Regions from separate parts of the Sus scrofa genome. Here region 2 is linked to region 1. The links are chromatin contacts, called in public Hi-C maps. All regions are on one chromosome and are shown on one strand. The core of a region is the stretch at or near the end of the contact, and the rest is flanking DNA. Distances in the headings are between cores, read along the strand shown. Region 1 has its middle 14 kb from the start of FZD4. Region 2 overlaps TMEM135 (transmembrane protein 135).

What was found. A called contact is a pair of places that touch in the nucleus more often than the background predicts.
Region 2: a contact with region 1 is called in a Hi-C map of liver, with 4 times the contacts expected there. The contact joins two enhancer-like sites. A contact is called at or near these places in 1 of 47 Hi-C or Micro-C datasets (liver) and 2 of 2 datasets of contacts at active chromatin or transcription factors (alveolar macrophages and skeletal muscle).

The regions. Positions count from the first base shown.
Region 1 is chr9:20,706,185-20,709,300 of Sscrofa11.1, forward strand. No RefSeq gene overlaps it. Among named protein-coding and RNA genes, the nearest start is that of FZD4, 14 kb to the right of the region's middle. Within about 2 kb of position 1,522, at least 39 of the 83 cell types and tissues checked have an H3K27ac peak or open chromatin away from gene starts, as enhancers often do. A contact at or near this core is called in liver, where this site is marked.
Region 2 is chr9:20,920,738-20,923,853 of Sscrofa11.1, forward strand. All of the region lies in intron 7 of TMEM135 (transmembrane protein 135), which reads left to right. Among named protein-coding and RNA genes, the nearest start is that of TMEM135, 180 kb to the left of the region's middle. Within about 2 kb of position 1,649, at least 6 of the 83 cell types and tissues checked have an H3K27ac peak or open chromatin away from gene starts, as enhancers often do. A contact at or near this core is called in liver, where this site is marked.

The DNA.
Region 1 (3,116 bases), core at 272-2,771:
AAATCGAGGATTTCCCAGGTGGCCTAGTGGGTTAAGGATATGGTATTGTCACTACTCTGGCATGGGTTCGATCCTTGGCCTGGGAACTTCCGCATGCCCTGGGCAAGGCCAAAAAGAGACAGAAAGAAAGAAGAAAAAATCAAAACACAGGACTTAAAAAAAACCAAACAAACTGAAGTTAACCTGAGCACAGCTTGATATATTGATGTGTTTTTTTTGCAAAGTCTCACATTTTTCATTTATTCTCAAATTGAACCAGTTTAGTCTTAGGTGGTGGCTGGCTCTGAGGAAATATTAATCAAGGAGGAGAACATCTCCAGAAGTGCTTAAGGGTTGCCATTGCCACGTCACCTCTTCTCAGGATTCTAAGGCAATAAGGGCATTAAGAAGTGCTTGATGGAGCATGATAATGTGAGAAAAAGAATGTATATATGTTTGTGTAACCGGGTCACCATGCTCTACAGTAGAAAATTGAAAGAACACTGTAAACCAGCTATAATGGGAAAAAAAAGCATTATGTGTGTGTGTGTGTGTGTGTGTGTGTGTGTGTGTGTGTGTGTGCTTGGAATGGTGTGTTTTCTCCCAAGCAGATGCATAAACAAAAAATCCTGACCGTTGAGACTCTTCTAGGAAGTCATCTTCGACTCTGAAGGTGTCCTTCCCATATTCACCACTAGGTGTCATAAGAATCCCATTTTAAAGAAAACTTCAAACTTGCTGACCAAAGAAAACCATTTCCCCTAGCGTTTTTTTCAGTTAAAAAAAAATATTTTTTTAACAACAGCAAAAAATGCAAATGTTCAGGACTTATCTCTAGAGTAGATACATGATGATTTTAATTCCTCAGATTCCTGCAAATACGATGATCCCTACAGGATCACAACAAATAGATTTTTGTTGAAATAGCCACAGTAAACGTACATTGCACAGGAAATTCCATTGCATTTACACTATTTATTTAATAAAAATAATCTCTGCGATTATTTGCATTTATTTCTGAAGGAGGATGTTTTTCCTTCCTCAGAATAAGTTCAGGAAATGGGTGAAGTGTTCAGGAAGTTAGCTAAATGTTGATGTAAATCCAAAAGGAAGGTCTGTTGTTTCAAAAAAAAAAAAAAAGCTAGGAAGTGGTTCTCTCTCTTTCACTTATGGAAAATGTTATACAGAATCTCTGATTTAAAAGGAAGAGGACTAGGGAAAATGCGTGTGCTCACGATACCTTTTGCCAATGGATCTGGTTGGGCAGTCCAGACTTTGATAACAGTAGCCTGCAAAGAAAGCTGTGTAGAGAAGTAACATCTAGATGGGAGATGCGAACGGGATTAAGTTTGTAGGAAATGAAGCTCTTCCTATGGAACTAGCCCATAGGCTCTTCTGAGAAGTGTCTTGATAGGAAACCCTGAGCCCGAAAGACGTGGAGGGAGGGGCCCCTTAACACTCCATAAACAGCTAAACACTGGGCTCTCCTCCCAAGGCCCTCGTCCCTTCCAGCCACCAACCGCTGGTGTCAGGCCGGCCTGGGGGTGGGGGGAGGGGACAGTCTCACTGGGGAAACCCCAGCTCTCCCGGGTGCGATCTGCGGCAGCCCTGGAGTGACAGGGTCGTCATTTATCTAGAACTGGCAACCCAACCGGGGGAGTGGACTAGATCAGGTGTGCAGAGCAAACAGAAAGCTCCAGGGCTCTGAAAGGCAGGCGCTTTAGAAAGCACAGCTTCGGCTCACTGAACTGTGCGCAGAGGACGCCGTGTGTTGTGGTTTCTCTGAAAATCGCCCCCTCCTTTCCATCTCTCTGCTCCCCCCTTCGCCCAGGCCCTGGTGCTTTGTCGCCCACACCGGTCTGCCTGCCTCCTGCTCGCCTGTCTCCAGCCCACAGCCCCCGCAGCAGCCGGGGCCAGGTCTGCGAAACACCAGCGTGGACGTGCGCCTCCCTCGCCCTCACACTTGGGCCACCTCCCCTGCGCCTTTCGGAACTTGGCCTCAGCCCACCTTCCCTCCCACTGCGAGAGTCTCAGGCTCCAGTTACACGGGCCCGACTCGCCGCCCGCACCTCCCCACAGGCGTCTGGCGGCCAAGTTTATTCACACATGTCTGCCTCTCGCTCTGGGCGGGAGGGTGGGGTGTGCGCCTCACTTCCACGGAGCAGTCTCTTTGGGTTCATAGCATCACAGCACGAGGGACGCAAGAGAGCGGGTCCGGAGGACAGACGCACCTACGCACGCCACCTACGCGGGGCGAGGATCATAAATCAACACGTGCGCCCGAAAACACGTGCAGATGGAGGCGGCCCATCCTTTGACTACACGCCGCCGAGGGCACCTCGGAAATTTTGCTATTTTTGACATTCTGCACAGAGGATGGTGTTGGCGAGCAGACCAAGTTTGAGAAAAGGTCTGGTCCTTGGGAGGGACCTGCCCTTTCCTTTCTCTTCTTCCTCCCCACACGGTCACCTGTTGAGGCAGACGTGTCCTTTCGGGACCAAGTGGGATGACGCTGGTTTGGAAAGTGTTTTCTTTTTCCCACGGCACTCAGCGCTCAGAAGCTGTTCTACCCACACTAAACCAACAAGGCCCTAGGACTCAGATTACGAAGAAAGTACATAGCAAACATGATAGGAACCGTAGCGCTGATCCCTTCGCGGGTCCGAGTCCTTTAGCGGGTTTAGGGGCAGGTGCTTAGTTGCCATGAACTTCTGGAGCGAAAGGTTGTGCCTGAGGTATCTTGGGGAGACCCTCCCAGACTGGCACAGGGTGGACCCTCATTCAGCTCTTCCACAAATATTTACTAAGCAATAGAGGATTTGTTTTTCCAGGTTTGGAGTTTTAAGCTTGTTAATAACAGATGAATTCCTTCTCCGTTTCGTCATCTGCACTTTTGGACTCGAAGCTGGACCTTGTCTTTGCGGTTTTCTGCAATCACTCCCTCTCTCCCTTCCACAGCCCACTCCAGTGTTCTACATACTGTAGGCGCTCAGCGAATATTTGTTGGGGGGAGGAGAGAAGAGAAAAAAGGGAAGAGAAGAGAGAAGAGAGACAGCTTATCAACCCAGTAGGTAAGGTAGGTGATCACCCTCAAACCCATTTTGGAGACTAGAGGATTTTCTGCAGCTACCACCCAA
Region 2 (3,116 bases), core at 399-2,898, 210 kb after region 1:
TTCCCAGGCTAGTGGTGGAATAGCAGCTGTAACCACCAGCCAATGCCACAGCCACAGCCACATCAACGTCAGACCCGAGCTGTGTCTGTGACCTACACCACAACACACAGCAATGCCAGATCCTTGACCCACTGAGCGAGGCCAGGGTTTGAACCCACATCCTCATGGATACTAGTCAGATTCATTACGATTGAGTCACAAAAGGAACTCCAGCTCAAATGTATTTTAGTTTGGAGCCCTGTGCTGTTTACTTTGGGTCACTGGGCTCTTTGGATGGACTCTGGAAGTGGCACCCAGGGGAAAGCTAGGGTTGATGAAATTAATAATTCTGCTTTGTATTGTCCTTGGAAGTTCTATTGTGATCTTCATACCTCATGCTCTTGTTCTCTGATTTTCTGTGATTTTTGCTGTAACCTGAAATAGTTTTAGTGGACTTTTCAGGTGTCCTTTAGATCTGTCTTTGGGATTCAGGGACCACATGTTTCTGGCTTAATGGTTTATCATCATAACATTGTGTACTTAAGTGAGAGCATAAATTTTCCAAGCTATGTGGTAGCAACAACCACCATCATTTTATTGTACCTCATCATTGTGCCAAGTAATGTGCCTAAATGCTTTACATACATTTATTGTATCATTAAGTCCTCAAAACAGTGCTAAAGATATGCATTCTTAGCCCCATTTTATAAATATAAAGTTGAGGCTCAGAGAAAGTATCTCATTTCTTCTCAATTAGTACTTTCCAGAGGGAAATGCTGCCTCTCGGAACATGAAATTTTTAATGAAATTGGATTTTGGTGTTTCATGTAAACATATTGTTTATTACCGTCAAGTAACTGTATATGCCTAGTTTATTGACTGTTTTAAGGGCAGAGCTGTTATTGCTGTTGCTAAGTTCTGTGTCTTTTATCTCATATTCCTAGGCATCCTTTTGTCATGGACTTAGTGAGATCTGGAATGAAAAGTATAGTGAGAAGAACTAGGGAAAGAACGTAGAAAGTAAGGAGATTTTGTAGTATTGAAGAGGCTGTGGGAAGCATTATAACGTTTGGTACCTCTGACCCATTCACTCTCTTGCCTTCCCTTTGTCTATTCCTTTTGAAGATCAGTTAGAAGATTGGGAGGTGGAGGTTGGAAAGTGAGGGAACACTTAAAGAGATCTATTTTTTTAGCAACTCTTGTTTGTTTTTTTAGCAAGCCCCTTGTTTGTAAAGATCGCCAGACATAAAGCATTGAAATTCTCTTGAGATAGTACAGCAGGATAATCAGTTGGTAAAGAAAGGGCTCTTTGACTTCATAGCTGTGAGATCTGGGGCATGTTTATCAATATGAATTGGGCATAGTAATAATCTACTCATAATTATTAAGAGGATGAAATCAGATATTCTACCTCTCTCTCCACGTGTAGGCTTGGTAGTGAATATTAACAGATAGCACAGTTTGTCTGCATAAAAGCCATTGGTTTTTGGATAAAATTTGTAGACCTTTTTCAGGTTTGAACTGTTTAAAGATAAACTGGGGCACATTACATTTTATAAGAACTTATCTGAGCAAACAGATTCTAATTGGGCAACTCCAAACTGAAGGTGGTTAGGAGTGCTCTGTGGAAAGAAGCCAGGGGAAAGGTTTTTACAGAGCAGACATGAAGCAGTGCAAAGAAATGATTTGATTGGCTGTAGGTTAAGCCATTGCCTTATTTGGAAAAACCTAGGTGGTTGGTTGTTATGACTGGTTGTTCTTAGGTTTCGATTTTTTTTTTTTTTTTTAACCTTGAGACATTTATAGGAATTTTATCCTGGCTTAGGTTTTATTTGCTTATGTAGGCTACCAAGGCATTAGAGCCACCTCAGTCTAAAGGTTTCTGTTTTAAATTACTTTAACACTACCCAAATGAACTCTTCTGCATTTCTTTCTTGCCAGTAAATGATGGGAACTTTGAATACCTTTTGTCCCAATTGTGAGAGTCATAAAAGAAACTAAAGCAAAGATATGTAATCACTTTGAAGGATTTAGAAAGGTTCCTAGGTAAGAACCACATTTGACTGAAATATAATTGAGTATATCAGCAATTCCAAAGGAGAACTTTGTAAATTACAGAGGGTGCTGGTCATTCAAGAAAGGGAGAGCCAGGAGTGGTAGGTGAAAGGTTAGCAGGGCCAGGACAGCAGAGAGAATATACTATGGCCCAAGAATGTGTCTTGCCTCTGATAGGTGGCAAGACACTGATAGAAACAGAGTAGGAATAGTGGATCTTCTGGTTTTAGCTTAACACCTGTATGTATTCAACCTTAATTAATTTATCTTGCTTTGGTCCTGTGTTCATCAGTAAACCTTCTGATTATAACCTGCTTCTTACAGAGCTAATGTTCAGAGTTAGTATTCATTGATAAGGGCCTGGGAATGTACAGTCTTTGAGCAGTTAAGTTTTATAAACCACATTTTGGCTTGAGCTGTCTCTGATAGTTTCATTCATGTCAGTCAGTATTTGTGACATAGGTCTCTTTCCACGCAAAGAGGTCAGATGTCTTTGCCTGCTAGGAGCCAAACTGGTGCTTCTCTAATAGTCTCCCATAGGAGATGTGCTCCCAATTTTTAATAAATACAGGCTTTTTTTTTTTTAATGACAATTATACAGTTCTGTGATGGCAGCATATGGCAGAACATTGAGCTGCATGAATCTTGCAAAGTGATGTAACCTGGGATACCTCTGAAGGTAATGAGAAGCCAGCAGCAGGGAAAGATTTCTGGGCCATTTGAGAACTTGTCCTTGAGAGTAAATGACTGTACACAGGCATATCTGGTTATGCTCAGGGACTACAAAAGAGCACATTTCAAGCTTCCACACTTGTAGGTACTGTGTCTGTTGTCCTGTCCTAGACCCCGGCATGGTAGTACAGTAAGTTTTTGTAGAAAGAGTGAGTAGAATGAATATTTAATCAGTCAATAGGTCTGTTGTGGCCATATAAAACATAGAATACGCTTTATTTAAAAAACACTTTATTGAGGTGTGACTGACATTTAAAAGCTGTGCATATTTAAGGCAAAAAACGATGAATTTGGGGATAAATGTACATCTGTGAAACCATCACCACAATCAGTGCCATAAACCTGCCTTA